2 separate regions of the Mus musculus genome follow, and region 2 is linked to region 1. Evidence: chromatin contacts called from public ChIA-PET data. All regions are on one chromosome and are shown on one strand. Each heading gives the region's core, a stretch centred on a gene start, on an enhancer-like site or on the middle of the called end of the contact. The rest is flanking DNA. Distances are from core to core; before and after follow the strand shown. Region 1 overlaps Zfand3 (zinc finger, AN1-type domain 3). Region 2 overlaps Btbd9 (BTB (POZ) domain containing 9).

The links. ChIA-PET counts read pairs in DNA pulled down with a chosen protein or histone mark.
Region 2: an RNA polymerase II ChIA-PET map of memory CD8 T cells shows a contact between it and region 1, with 16 read pairs. The contact joins two enhancer-like sites. A contact is called at or near these places in 1 of 115 datasets of contacts at active chromatin or transcription factors (memory CD8 T cells) and 2 of 9 other capture datasets (embryonic stem cells and embryonic tail).

What each region holds. Positions count from the first base shown.
Region 1 is chr17:30,192,848-30,200,510 of GRCm38.p6, forward strand. All of the region lies in intron 5 of Zfand3 (zinc finger, AN1-type domain 3), which reads left to right. Among named protein-coding and RNA genes, the nearest start is that of Zfand3, 190 kb to the left of the region's middle. Within about 2 kb of position 4,979, at least 107 of the 459 cell types and tissues checked have an H3K27ac peak or open chromatin away from gene starts, as enhancers often do. A contact at or near this core is called in memory CD8 T cells, where this site is marked.
Region 2 is chr17:30,361,378-30,369,040 of GRCm38.p6, forward strand. The region is part of intron 6 of Btbd9 (BTB (POZ) domain containing 9); the gene reads right to left. Among named protein-coding and RNA genes, the nearest start is that of Btbd9, 210 kb to the right of the region's middle. Within about 2 kb of position 3,059, at least 15 of the 459 cell types and tissues checked have an H3K27ac peak or open chromatin away from gene starts, as enhancers often do. A contact at or near this core is called in memory CD8 T cells, where this site is marked.

The DNA of each region.
Region 1 (7,663 bases), core at 3,729-6,228:
TCTGTGAGGTGCGCCGTGAGACTGCAGATACGTTCACTTGGAAGAGCTTTTAATATACTCCTCCCCGCACCCCTGTCAGCTATGGCTTGATTAGATGCTTTCCTTGTGGAGCCTCCGTTGCTCAGCGTGGGCCGCCTGCCTCTTAGGACTCGGCACGCAGATGTGATTTCTAAACTCTGTCCTGCACACAGTGAAACAAAACAGGCAAATTCTGCTTTTCTTCCTATATCATGGCACAAAGATGAAATGATAGCTCACAGTTTTCCTGTCCCATGGTCTGTGGAATAGAGTTGTCATCTGGCAGCCTCTGAGAATTCTCCACCTTCCATTCTAAGAGGTGGGCTTTACCTCTGCGCTCTGTTGAGCTGTAGCTGTCCTACATTAAGGGTACTGGGAGCTGGCAAGTTCAATTTGGGGCATTGAGTGACTTCTAAAGAGAGAACCTTTTCTGCTCTGTGCCTCAGCTGTCTGAGCTGTGTAACTAGGGGAGCATGGGGTGGCCTGGCTTGTCGAAATGCTGTTCCTGGCATGACCGGTCTATGTTTGTCACTGTCCCTCCCTGTGGGGACAGGGAAGGTGGGGTGTGGCATTCATTTCTGCTGTGAATTGTGAGTAAAGAAGAGAGTTGGGTAGCGGGAGCAGACACTGCAGGGTTTTAGACTCGGCTTACCCTAAAACCCGTGGTGTGGCCCAGTGAGGCAGGGTAGTTCTGTGGCAAGCTGAGGACATTTTGGGGTCTGGTGGCTTTGTTCCATACTGACAGGTCCGTATGGTCCCTGAGGTTGCAGGTTCTTGCTCTGTATTGAGATGAGCTGTGCTGGTCTTCAGCTCTGCATTCTGTTAGCTCTCCTTGCCCTTATTATACAGACTGCTTGTCTCTTGACTAGAGAGGTAGAAATATGCTTGTTTCCTCCTCAGCAGTGACTAGGTGTGTGGCAGCCTGTAGGATTTGCTGAGGGAGATGAAGCAGTTGGCTTGCTGCTTTGCCTCTGGCAGTGGCTAATGCTCCCAGAATTTCCTCTTCAGGCAGGCAAGGGAGTTTACAGAGTAGTTTAGAAGACCCAGGTCTCCACATTTACCCTGACGCTTTGATGCAAACCACTCAGTTTCCACAGGTCTTAGCACCCAGCTGAAAAACGTCAGGTAGTAGTTATCAGATGGCCCTGTGCCTCTCTCTGTGGTCAGCTGCACCATCAAAGTGTCTCAGTTATCCTCACCCCTGACCAGGAGGCTGGGTCTCTATGTAGAGTTCACTATAGACCTGAGTTCTTTCTCAGTTAGGTAACAACATGTAGTTCCTTGACCAATTCTAAGATAAAAGTCCCTTTAGGTGGGTCCTTCCTAGAGAGCTGGAGTTCACTCTGGTCAAGGAGAGCCTTTGACCATGAGCTCAGAAAGGCGACTATGTGACCTGCCACTGTTTAAAGATGAAGGGCCTCAGGAGCACATGTGCTCTGGGGCCGGCTCTGACTAACTGCTTTGTGCTGCTCTCCTGGCTGCCTGCTTGGATTCCTCTAGGAGAGGGTGGGCTGTGCTGTGTGGCGATTTCCTTGAGGATACATGGAGTGTTTTGAAGATATGAACTGCCCTGGAAGGTGTTAGAGGGAAACATATTTACTACTGAAAGGGAGGACTCAACATAGTTGAACTTAAAACAGAATACTTCTCCACTGCAGAATAATCATTCTCTGTATATATTCCCGATCTTTTCTTCCATTCCCCTTCCATTCTGTACAGGTTATTAACTGCTGACAAGAAATTCACATCTCATAAATAATGCTTAAGAGCCATTGCTATATAAATTGAATGTGTTATGAATTGTGATGGGCCTTTTTGTAGCATTCAGTGCCTAGAGCAGGAAGAAGAGAGGATGTCATTTTCATTAATTTCTAATGAGGTGCCAATTAAAGGCAGAGAAGACGTTCCAAAGGGAAGAGTGGCCAAGCTCCCCAGAATCCTCCGCCCCGGGGCTGTCATCCAAGCACTGCCAGCAAAGCCTTCTCTAAAAATTCCATTAAATTACAGTCTCATCGAGAGCACACAGACATTCAGCTTCCCTTTGATCTTCAGAAGAGCAATTTGTAAGGCGAGTTCCGAGCCTTCTCACACAGGACAGCTGTGCTGATAGGAATTGTTAATTGCCAGGATGACGTTCCCTGGGCTTTTGCAATAAGTAGGTGGGTTTGAAGATGATTTCTTTTGTCTCACGGTGACTGAGATAACCTTTTGTCAACAGTCCCAAAAGAACCCCCTTCTCCTGCGCAGTCTTCCCAGGTACCAGTTAGACAAGGCATGTAGGACATGTGGTGTGGGTAGGCTGGTCCTCTGACCTAGAGCGTCTTCCAAAGTCCAGGTCTCGGGACAGAAGACAGCCACACAGAGCAGGCTTGCTTGTTGAGTTTCTGCTTGACAGGGTGGCAGAATTGGTCATTGCAAGTCTTGTCTCCTAAGGCCATCTAGAGGATGTTCTGAGTCTGGGCCATGCACAGCACCTAATGCTGTGCCCTCTGCATAGCATTGCTTCTCAAGAGCACAGAATTGCCTGTCAAGGACTAGTGTAAGGTCTTGTGTACATGTTTGTATGTTTTTAGTGTGTGGCAACTTAGTGGGCTTCACACAGGACCAGAGGCACTTTTATGACCTCATGGTAATCTCACGTTCTTGACTGTTTTCAGAGTAAGTTTTCTGTTCGTGTCAGGGCCCATGGTGCTGGGGCTGGGCTCTGCATGGGGTGCGTGGGACTCTGTGGTGTGTTGTCTTCGTGGGCTGCTGTGGCCGCTCTGGGTCTGTCATTCACTGTCACTAACAGCTGTTCTGAGATGACCTTTCAAGGATTTTGTTAAGTTCTATGAGGAGCAAGAGATGTGGGATGTGCGAGCTCACAGACCAAAGGCTAAGTGTGGTGCCGTGAGAAGTTCCTGGGCAGTATGTTGGGACACGCTTGCCCCCAGAGATTCAGTGAAGCGAGTCCCGCGTGACCGTTACTACCACTCTGCACACCCTTCAGCCTTTAGGACTTTTCATGCAAGCAGTTGAACAGCAGGCCTGGTCTTGTTTTCAGCTCTATTTGGAAATAACATTTTGTCTCAGGCCATTATCTGAGAGCTGCTTGTGTTCACCTCGGCTTTGTCGTCCTCTGAAGTGTTCCCTGGGGCCACAGACAGACACTGTTGTGTAAAGCCAGTCCCTGCAGCACACTCCAGCTTTAGGGAGCTCACTCCAGTGCTGCTGCCCTGGGTCCTCCGCCCATGGTTCGTGTGTGTGTGTGTGTGTGTGTGTGTGTGTGTGTGTGTGTGTGTGTGTGTGTGTGTGCGCGCGCGTGCGCGCGCGCTGATTTAGCAATGCTAAACTTCCAGAGTTGCTCTCCCCTTCGCTGCAAGCTCTTGTCCTTGATCAGGTGTTGTGCTTATTATCTTCAGTGTGGTTTAATCCAGAACATTCTTACCAACTTTCTGTTTTACAATTTCAATATTTTAAAATAAGGCCCTCTCTGTTGGACATGCACACACACATATACGCACACAAATGTCATGGGTTTTAAGGTCCAAGCGCCCTTCATCTGGGATCTGTTCACTTGTGCACTCTCTCTCAGCTGCTGTCCGTTGTGCTATGAGCTGTCCTGGAGCTTCACTCTGGAAGGCTCAGTGCTCTCCAGTCTCTCGCTGTTGATGCGGTTTGATTCGTGTGCACACTCGACTCTCCACCTCCGCTAGTGCACGCGGTTGTGCGTGCGGCATACTTTGGCAGTATTGTCCATGCTTTCATCAAAGCCTCCCGAGAGGCTGGGCACCGTGGCTTATGCTGTTAATCCCTGCACTTTGGAGACAGAGGCAGGAGATCTTGGAGTTTGCTAATCTGGTCTATACAGAGAATTCCAGGACAGCCAAGGCTACATAGGGAGACCCTGTCCCAAAAAAGCAAATGATGTCCTTGAGGTTTGGCATCTAGTTATGACTCTTGCCTGAACCAGTCTCATGTGACAGTTCAGAATGATTTGATTCCACAGTTTCTGTTTGGCACTGGCATTCTTTGAGTAGAGACACCTTTTTTTTTTTTAAACCTGTAGTTGCCATGGATCCCTCCCTCCCTCCCTCCCTCCCTCCCTCCCTCCCTCCCTCCCTCCCCTGACTCATGAGTCAGTGCTATAGATAATGTTTTCCATTACTCACATTGTTCCACATTTGGCCAATTGAAGTTCTTTCAGCCCCGCTCCTGTCTCCATTGAGGAGTTGAGGGAGGAGTGGGAGCATAACAGGATGTGTCCCTGTGTTTCCCTTCCTCCCCCCACTCCAAAACCAGCTACTTCTGCAAGGGTTGTAGGAGGGGTCCTATGCTGGGCCTGACAGGAAGGCACGCACACACGGAACAGCCTGTCGCCAGACAAGCCAGCACTGGAGTCGTTAGCAAGTTACAAGATGCCTTGAGAGGATGGGCGGGAGGGCTTCATCCCACCTGGAAGGCTGGACTGGCTTCTGCCCTTCAGGCCTTAAGGATGGGTATGGCTTAGATGGAGGAAAGGTGAACACTTGGGCAGTGTTTGTTGTGGGGGGGGGGTTGCAGCTGGGTAGAACTGGCATCAGGTCTAGTAGAAAGAAGAGGCTGCCCGTTCTCGGTTGAGGAGGTCGGATGTTAGCTCAGGGCAAGCACCGTCAGTGGGCAACATGATCTGACTTCTTTTTTTAAGTCAAGCACACAGCCGGAACTAACTGGCTGATGGCAATGGAGAGACCCACTCTGCAGGCCTCCTGCTTTTGAGTCTGGTAATGAAGGCCCACGTTTCCCCTACTCCTGAGGTAACACTAGGATGTGTGCTACCCATGGCTCAAGAGGAAGGTGAGTCTTGTCCACACTCCCAAAAGGGAAAAACTATCCTCTGGTGGGAATTAGCTTAGGTGAGAGAAGTCGCACTCCCCCCTCACTGTGCCGGCTCATACAAAATGGCCACTTCCCCTTCCTGTGCAAGAAGAGCTCTGGGCTAAAACCAAACAGCTGCCGAGTCCCTGTGCTGCTTGTCTGTCACAGCTAACGAAGTGTCAGACCTGCTCCCCTCCAGAGGTCCAGCCTGCCTGGGTGCCTGGCCAGGGCCATGTGGGCACAGCACAGGTGTGGGTGCTGCCCTGCCCAAGCCAAACAGCCCGTGGCAGAGGCTGCATTCATCATATACCAGACACCTGATCTCACCTCAGTGACTGTGTGTAGCTGCCGCCGCCTTAGCTCCTACCAGAGCCCAGACTGTTTATAGACAAATGGCGATATTCTGACATATACATTACTGATATTTTATAGATTTGATCTAGTAATAAACAATTTTGGTTAATTCTTTGTCCAGAATTTAAAAAATTTAAAAATGAATATACAATAACATTTTCCATTCCATAAAATTCTCCGTTTTGCAGTTCAGAAAGTTGAGGTAAATTCATTGAGGTTGTGTAGTCTTTACCGGTGGCTTTTTAGTCCGCCCTTCTAGAAGGACTCAGCCCCTCCAGCACATTCACCCCCTGCCCAGGGCTAGCCAACCACGGACCTGCTTTCTTTGGCAGTTTTGATTTTTCTAGAATTTTAGAGTTCGTGGATTCATAGTGTGTAGTCTTAGGTCTGTGCCACATGGCAGGCTCTGCGAGTCGTCTGTGTTGCTATCAGTCAGTCTTCCTCTGAGAATGCCACATTGAGAGGGTAGGCCGTGTTTACCAGCTGCAGTGAGTGCTACCTAGAAATCTTTAGGTGGAGTGTTGAGTGGTAAGTGAGCGTCTGACACTAGCCAGCACCAGCAGCTTTCCCGGCTGTGCCAGGTCACAGGTCGCCGGCACTGCTTCTCCGTGCTCTTGGCAACCTTCAGCACTGGGCTGCTCCTCTCCAGCTGTCCTAGCGAGTGCCTGTCCACCCAGTGGTAACTCTCTTCTTCTTGCACACACTGAGCATTTTCTCCATGGGCCTTCACTCTGCAGATATCCTGGTGAACTGTCGCTTCACCTTTCAAACATCACTCACTTTACGCACGCACATGTACACACACACACAGACACACACACACAGACCTGAGGCTGCACACTCCCACCCTGCAGCAGCTCCTGCTTTTGAGCCTGATAGTGAAGGCTTGGAGTTGCTGCCCTAAGCGTTTCCAGACGTCAAGCACAAGCCTCTCTCTGTTCACTTAGGTCTTACACTTACTCAGCCCTGTTTTATAGTTCTCAGAGTGTGTCTTCTGTGCAGCTGTCCCAAAGTACTTTGAATTTCTGATGGTACTGTGCTTAGAATCCCCAGTACCTCTTGTTAGATTGTTGTTCCCTCGGGAAGCACAGTAGTTTTTTTTTTGCAGCCTCTCTAGCTCCTGTTAGTGCCACCTTCCTAAGATGCTGCACACGCGTGGCATGTCACCTGTGAACACAGTCACGCTTCCTGGGGCTGTGGGCCTTCCTTCCATTCTTTTCTCCTCTTGTCGGGTAGATGCACAGAGAGGGCCGTAGGTTAAATGCTGAGCACACACTTGCCCTTGGTCCACCTACTGCACCTCCTGCACCCAGGCTTTTCTTCAGTCTTCGGCTGAAATTGTCTTTTCAGCATTAAGTACAATTTAAGGGTTAATTTCCCACCGCTGCCTTCACCCTGGCAAGAGCTAGTGCTTGTGTTTAAGGAGTGTGTCCAAGAGAGTGTGGGAGATGTGCACAGGGCTCAGCAGGGAAGCTGTGTGTGGCTTGTAGGTAGGTTTTCCATACCACAGCGTCACCGCCTGGATTTCCCTGTGGACTGTAGTGCTTACTGTGTCTGTTGACTGCCTGTGCAGTGTCCTTTCCTGCCCTCAGCTGGAGACTTCAGCATCAGTGCACCTCCCTGCCACCCTGTCCTGCCCTGCTGTCCACCTAGGACCCAGCCTGTCTTCGTGAATTCTTTGTGTGTTTCGGTGCCCTGGGTGCCCCTGGTTTAGGACACATGGCCTGAGTGTATTGAGTTATGTGCAGCAGGTTTCTTCTTTGCTTCCTGTGACCTGAAGCTGTTTTCCCCTCCATGCGTCTTGGTGCTCTTCAGCCACAGGATGTAGTAGTTTCTTTCCTCCTCTGCTCAGCCCCAGAATTTCTAGACCACAAATACCAAGCAGACGAGCAGTAAACACTGTTCACCCCTTGAGCCTGTCGCTGCTTTTGCTGGACGATGGCCCAACCCTGGAACATAATTCCTTGTTAGCTGAGATTTCAGTGCCATCTTTTCTCCTAGATGAGTATCAGTGAAGTTTGTGTCTAATTCTGGAAAGTACCGTTACTTAAGCAGGCCAAAGTCTGGATGAGGTCACACAACACAGGTCCTGGAGACAGATTCCAACAAGGCAGCCACTTCAGCTTCTCGTCTTGTTTGCCAGCAGGAGACAGAACACCACCCTGCGATAACAGCAGTGGAAACTGGTTTCTCTGAGCATCTTTTGGGGATGGGGCACAAGACAGGATTTCTCTCGCATAGCTTTGGAACTAGTTCTGTTGACCAGTGTAGCCTCAAACTCAGAGATCCACTTGCCGATGCCTCTCCAGTGCTGGGATTAAAGGTGTGCACCACCTCCCAGCCTCAGCCTGTCTGTTTGCTATGGTCTTGGGTTGTTGGCTCTCACGGTGCTGGGTGTTGTTGGCACTGCAGCTCTTCAGTCTGTGAGACTCAGAGCCAGGCTGCGGGGGAGCCA
Region 2 (7,663 bases), core at 1,809-4,308, 170 kb after region 1:
TTTTAGACAACAAATATAAGACCAAGAGGGATGGTTTTATGCACAGAGTAATAACACAAAAAGAAAAAGAAGTCGCAATGGCTCAACGTTAGTAAGTAGTTTCAATGAGCTGCTCCCCACCTTGCAAATCCCACGGGCATCACAGTGTACACATGGCTCTCTCCTAGATCAGCAGTCACACATGCCATCAAGGAAAAAGCATCTCTGGAGCCCTGAGTGACAGGATTTTTAGCCATACCTTCAGCATTCTCATAGCCCCACATCTAAAGTAATTAAAATTTAAATATCACCAAAATTCCTGGGAGACTCTATCTTTGTAAAAACTGCCAGTTTATCCTCTTCCAATGCAGAGTCACATTCGTTATTAAAAGATGCTAAGCCTAATCACAGGCTGATGAGGAACACTAATTTGTCACTTCCCCGGGCTATTTCTGCAGCTGTGAGGTGGGGTTTCACTGGCTTGGCGTGGACTGACATAACTCATTTTCTAAAAGTCAAACGTATTGCTATCCAGTTGGAAGAAAATCTTGCTCCATCAATCTACAGATCCTCCAAGAAAAAAAAAAAAAAAAGGCTCACATATGCTTTAAAGTATGAAACTGTAAGACCATGTCCATCCATATTTTCAAGAGCAACAAATCATTCTTTGTGTTTATTTTCTTTTTGAAAGAGAGTATGTTCTTGACTTCTTCAGCACTGACACCAAAATCACACATGGGGTGCTAAGTGCTTAGTACCCTCAAGCTGAGCCACTGAAGCACTTAGCACCCTATGTGTGCTCGTCCTCCCAAGAACCTCCCAACCTGACACAGGTGTGTGTCTCACTACCACTGATGCATTCACAGCTCCTCTGCAGCCAGCAGACTCTTATACTTGCCAGGACACAAATATAACACCGGCTGCCAGAGTTTATGGAAATGCTAATCAGGCCCGGGGGTTTAGCATGCACAGAGCCTTGGGTTCCTCCATCCCACCCCACCCCGGCTTCCCTGCTGAACCTGTCTGCTTTCCTTCCTCCACAGGGAAGGGAGAGGGAGGCTCAGTCAGCTCTTCCGCAGCTTAAGGACTGTTTATGTGCTCACCAGCACCAGACACAGTAAGCAGCACTTGCTGAGGACAGCGCTCCTCTCTTCAGGAGGCTACATAGCCTCATGAAGTCAAAAGTAAAATGCACTGGTTTGTTCTTTCCAGATCCCCTGGACACCCCTGAGAGTGACCTAGGATTCAGGGAGCTCACAGAGTGATCAGTAAACAGATCCCACCTCACATAATTACTCAGACCTGCAGTCTTTCTGCTCTGGGGTAGTAGTATTTTGTGCACTGATTTATTTCTCTGAATTGGACCAGAATTAATAAGATATTACGTTCACTGAATACAGAAATCATGACCAGTCATCCCTGTATTTTCACATTATTAGTACATTACTTAAATACACAACACACACACACACCACACATAGGGTGGGCAGGGATGTATTATGATAGTTCCTTTTTTAGGAGGGGCATTTGAGACAGGGTTTCTCTAAGTAGCCCTGGTTATCCTGAACTGTAGACCAGGCTAGACTCAAACTCACAGAGATCCACCTGCTTCTGCCTACTGAGTGCTGAGATTAAAGGGGTGCACCCACACACACAGCAGTTTCCTTTTCATCTTCTTTTTTTCTATTTTCTTTCTTTCTTTCTTCTTCTTTTTGTTCGAGACAGGGTTTCTTTGTGTAGCCTTGGCTGTCCTGGAACTCACTTTGTAGACCAGGCTGGCCTCGAACTCAGAAATCCGCCTGCCTCTGCCTCCCGAGTGCTGGGATTAAAGGCGTGCACCACCACTGCCTTTTTATGAAAAGTGTGAAATCTGACTTCAGAAAAGCATTCTTTCTACTCTTAATGCTAGAAGACAGGGAGAAGCGTAACACTAGGTTAAAATTCAGAGCTACAGCTAATATCATTAAAAATCAAAGATAAAAGGATGCTGCAAAGACGTTACAGTAAGCAGCATTTAACACTTCCATGCCTAGAATCTATCTGAAAAATAAGCTTGTTAGTTTTTGTTCGAACTCCTGTTTTACACATTGTTTTTATCTGCTAAACCTAATCTTTCATGTACTGTTGAAATAATGTGCACTGTTTTTAAACCTTTGAAGGGCTAAATGTGCCAAAGTTCAAGGGTGTAAACACTCCCGGTATTTGTCTTCCGTCTTGCGGTCACACGTTTCTGAAGGAACCTGTACTCACTCATATTGTTCTCACCCTTCCTCTCCCCCCCCCCCCCCCAGGCTTAGCTGCAGCCTTTCTTTTTCTTTCTCTTTTAGGCATTTTTATAAATAAGATATTCTGCTCATACTCACCCCTCACTCCCAGATCCATACCCACTCCTCCTACCTCTCAATCTACCTGTGACTTCATACCTTTTCTTTTTTTTTTTTTTTTTTAAAAAAAAAGCTTATTAAGCATCCAACAGCATAAATGTAGAAGACACAGGAAAGTTACAGTCTGTAACTTCAGAGCCAGGCTTATGAATACTCAGAAATTTCTGGATAATCGTGCCGTTTAAAACCAAGCAGCATTTTAACTTATGATAACCTAAGAAAAGAATTATCTATATCTCCCTGAAATGTCTCATTTTGGCATAATCAACAGAATCAAGAAGTAATTAATGAAAATGCTTTCAGTTTAAAACAAATTATTTGAAAAAGAAAGTTCCATCTTCCTCCCCCACGGTGTGCGCACACAATAGAGCCCTGAGGGAGAAGGGGAGGCCTGCACAGAGGTCGGCATGAGATCAATACCTTTTATGTGGCTCAAAAGCACTGATGGATCCAGGGATGCACCCACTGCATCTCAGAAAACTGTCACTAGCTTTTCTAGTCTGCCTGTAGTGGCAAGAGACATTTTAGCGATCTTTAGAACACAATGTCGGAAACCACAAGGCAGCTTCTCGCTGCAGCTGTAGTACGATAGCCAGCACTCCAGAGAGATGAGGGGCAAGAGTTCAGATTCAGTCCATCATCAGTACTCCTCTCTGGGACAAAATGCTGAGTGCTCAGACAAAACCAGCACTGAAGGAGAAGCAAGCCACGTCATCCGTGGAGGTCTGATGTGGTCTGCAGGGGTTCTTCCTATGTAAAGCATGGTTGCCAATGCCACAATGAAACATAAATTTGGTCAAAGTTATGCTCAGTGGAAACTGTGAAGTTGTTTATTAAACAAGTAAATTGTATGTCCTGCTGTCCATTAGTATCAGCTACATCCTGGAGGATCACAGGAGGCACAATGTGGGGCAGACCTTGGCATGAAGAGGACTGATTCCATGCTAAGTTACAAAGCTTGTGTGTGCCCTCAGGGTGCTTACCATCTTCTGGGCAGGTTCAAATGGAAACCCAAGGAGCATTGCAGGATTCAAGGTCCACAGCAGCATAGCCAAGTGGCTGCAGCTGGAAAAGCATCTTCTGGACAAGTGTCCCTCCCTGAGAACCACAGCAGGAGAGGTCACCAGATATTTGAACTCTGGTACCAATTTCAGACCCATTCTTGCTCAAAGGAAGTTAACTATCTGAATTATTGAACAGACTTCCTCAAGGAAGACAAGGTCTGTGGGAAAGGGCAGGCGGAAAACCAAATCCACCATGGTTGGCTTGCAAGGTGAAGACAGACAGGGCAGCCTCTGCAGCTCCAGGTCTCAAGTGGACATAGTTTATTATGGAACTGATTTGTTGAAACTTTCCCAAAGCAATCAACCCTGAGCCAGCACAAGCAAGCAAACAGACAGACAGACAGGGTAATTGTGACCAGAAAAGCACTGGTGCCTGCAGCCCTAGGTGTAAAGCAAGGAGCATATTTCACATTATGAACTGCTGTTTAATGAGCAACAGAGGCCATGTAAGAAAGCATCCCTGTGTGGCTCATCCCTGCCCCTCAATGTGCGCATTATACACAGTGAACAAGGGCTCAGGAAGGGAAAACATTTGGGAAAGGCTCACACTTTGATTTAAGAAGAAAGATTGCAGAAAGGAAACCATATATCATTTGGCTAAGGACTGCTAAACACGAAGCTACATTGTAAACATAATATTGAAGGGTATACCAAAGATGGAGAGAGGTTTTAGTGGTATTTGCATTTAAATATTTATTAGTGTTCTAGAAAGCAGGAAATTAAAAAAAAAATAAGGGAAGAAAATATATCCTAAAGTTGATAATATTTTTTACAATCTGAGTAAAAGAAATACTGTATTTGGGGGTTCACAAATAAAGCACACACATCACAAATAATGATGTGTGTGTGTGTGTGTACGTGCAGTTAAACAAAATGAAAGCTATACCAAGGTTATTGTAAACCCAGAAATGAGCTGTGTTAACTCTACGATAAAAGGGAATCACTACATAATCATTAGCCACTGAAAAATCTCCTAACATTCTGCAATACATATCAAATTTTATTGCACTTGTGTACAAAGAAAACTGGAGCTGAACTGATGCATGCTGGCATTGTTCATTTTGCCTCGGCCAGGCACTCTGAGGACCCAACGGCTCTGGTGCTTATTATCCTGTATTTGCCCTTCTTGGAGTGGATATAATCATAAAAGCTATGCAGTACCTTGAGTGGACTGGATAATTAGAGTCACAATGACATCCATGTGAATATACTGCATGTCATCATCTCCTTTAAGTGCATTACCTTACACACACACACACACACACACACACACACACGGCTCCTTCCTGCAGGATGCTGGCTGCTCTCAGGCCTAGCTAAGTTCCTGAAGGAAGCATCAGGCTTATCACAGCCACTCTCGAGGTGATGGCTAGAGTCTCTAGCACCTCAACTGACTCATTTCCTTAAACCTACCATATTTCTTTTAGAACCTACCTATTCTGCCAAAACGTCCATCTACTTGGCTGAACATGTTACCTGTGAATTTGGACATGTGGGCAGATGACAGGCAAACCCTGCACATGAGAAGCTGCATGTCAGCAGCAACTGTACATGGCTGCAGAGAACACTTCCTCAGAAGAAACCATGCAGGAGCTGGGGCCAGGGTGCGCACCAGAAATAACTAAGAATGAAACCATCCTCTTACTTACAGAAGAAGGGTATTTACCACGGAAACCTTGAAATCAAGATTGTTTATAACTGAATCCACTTAAAGCACTAATTGTACATATCACACATTTAATCATAACTATAATCAGCAAAGTTGAATATTTCTAGAAAATATTACATATCAAAACTGATTCAATAAAAACAGAGAATACTATAAACATTAAATATTATTTTAAAATTTCTTTTATGTATATGTGTGGGCCTGAGTCCATCTAAGTACACTACATGTATGCAGGTACTTGGAGAGGCCAAGATGTTGTCAGGTCCCTGGAACTGTAACTAATGGCAGTGAGCTGTCATACGAGTGCTCAGGACTGAAACCTGGGTTACATACAAGAGCAGCACGCGTTCTTCAACAACTGAGCCATCTTTTCCATCCCCCAAACATTAGCTATTTAACCATTAGCTAATAATTTTCTAACATAGCTCAGAAAATTTTACAGGCATGGAATAGCAAATAGTCAATTTTAAAACACTATATAAATTCCTCCATTTGGAAGGAAAAACACATTCTATTAAATCATACAAACTGAAACTCAGACTAGGGTGTCCAGGAACATTCTAGGTGAACTCACTCATGAGTACAACTGCAAACACAAAATGAATTCAATAATGTATGAATGAATAATTAATTGTGACCAAATTAGGTTAATCCCACAAATGCCAAGCATCTCCTACATTGATGTAATTTACTACATTAACTTTAACTGAGGGAGAAACACACACACACACTCTCTCTCTCTCTCTTCTCTCTCTCTCTCTCTCTCACACACACACACTCACACACACACTCACACACACACACTCACAATTTTCTTCTTTATTTCTAGAAAAGGAATGTTACTAAATCTTCCAACTTTTTAAAAAATTAGGAAACACTTATCAGCCCAGGCATTTACGGCAAATTCTTTAATCTGTGGAGTGGCATTTATCAAAACCTTATAGCAAATGTTCTTTAGTGGAAAGAAGCACTCACTTAAAAACGTAAAGAAGCCAACAGAAGGATGACTATCACGGCTCCTTCTGCTCGGTGGCCTTTGTGCATTCTGAAAGAACTGAGCAGAGTACACTGAAATAAAAGGCACTGTGCTCTAATGTCAAAGTATAATACATCTAAGAGTAGGCTTAATAAAATATGATGTAATGGAAAGATCTGCAGTAAAGAAGACCAAATAAATGGAAAGGTGCATCATGTTACTGGCTAGAAGGACCGGTGTGGGAAAGATGACCACCACTCTCTCTGTCCCCAAAAGCTGGACTGTTGACCTTTTAAACTGAGTGGAAACGAATCTCCATTTTACCATGTCTCATGGAATTGACTGCATGCTCTAGTCTTCCTAAAATCTGTATGTTGAAATCCTAATCCCCAAAGTGACAGCTATTAGAAGCTGGGACATTGAAGGTTACTGGGTCATGAAGGAGGAGACCTTAAGGGGGGAATTAGCACTTTCAGAGACTCTGCTATGGGGTCCCAGCGTTCCTCCAGAGACAAAATGACAAGAACCAGATGGCAGGCCCCCATGTGCCAAATATGTGGTGCCTGCATCTTGGATGTTTCAGTTCTAACTTCGTCTTGTCTATAAAGACTCATTTATGATGTTGTATTTACACAATCTGAATAAATTAATATGCTCATTATTTTAAATAAAAAATAAGACTGTCTTCTTTAAAGTAATACTGCTTTGAAGAAAAATATAAAAGAATATCCTTAAAAGGGCTTCTAAATTTTTTTAATTAGCAAATGGTTCAGTGAGTAAAGGTGTTCCCCTCAATGTCTGAGAACCTGAATTTGAACCTTGAAACCCACATGCTGGAGAGAGCCAATTTCTGCAAGCTGTTCTCTGACTTCTTCATGCACCTCCATACATACATGTATACATAAAATATATAAATGTAAAGTACTTCAGGTATTTTACCCTATGTTTTAAATGTGTTCATTCCAAAATTCAGAGCTTAAAGCCAAATAGCCAATGGGACTGAAGTAAAAGGTGGGTCCTTTAAGAAGTGATTAGATAATGAGATTTCCTCCCATTGTGAATACACACACACACACACACACACATACACACACACACGATCCAGAGATAGAGACTGAGATGAGAAGGCCCATAGCACAGAATTTAGTCTCTTACTGCAGGCCTGTGCTGACAAACTAAGGAAATAACTAGGAATGTGGGAAGTGGGGGAGGGGATTTATTCTCCCATGTCTGAGGATGAATGAATGGCTGGGCAGAAGCAGTGCCTTTGTTGGCCTATCAGCCTGGCAAGCTTGGATGTTTAGTGTGGGATGCTCTAATTTCTTGGTGGCGCCTTGCTGTTTTTCCTCACAAGAGCTGAGCATACACAGGAACACAGCACTCTTCCTGCAGGCTGGCAGCACAGGGAAGCTCTAACCTTCCCTTAGCAATGGGAGTATGTGAGGCACGGTGGTTCTGACTCAGTTACAAGATAAGTGTGCAATTAGCACATATTCTGTCCTTAAATCTCACCTTAAAAGTATTCCTTATTCTTTTAAGCTTGCAATTGATTCTTTCTATAAAATGCCTTGTGATACTGTGAATTAGACTA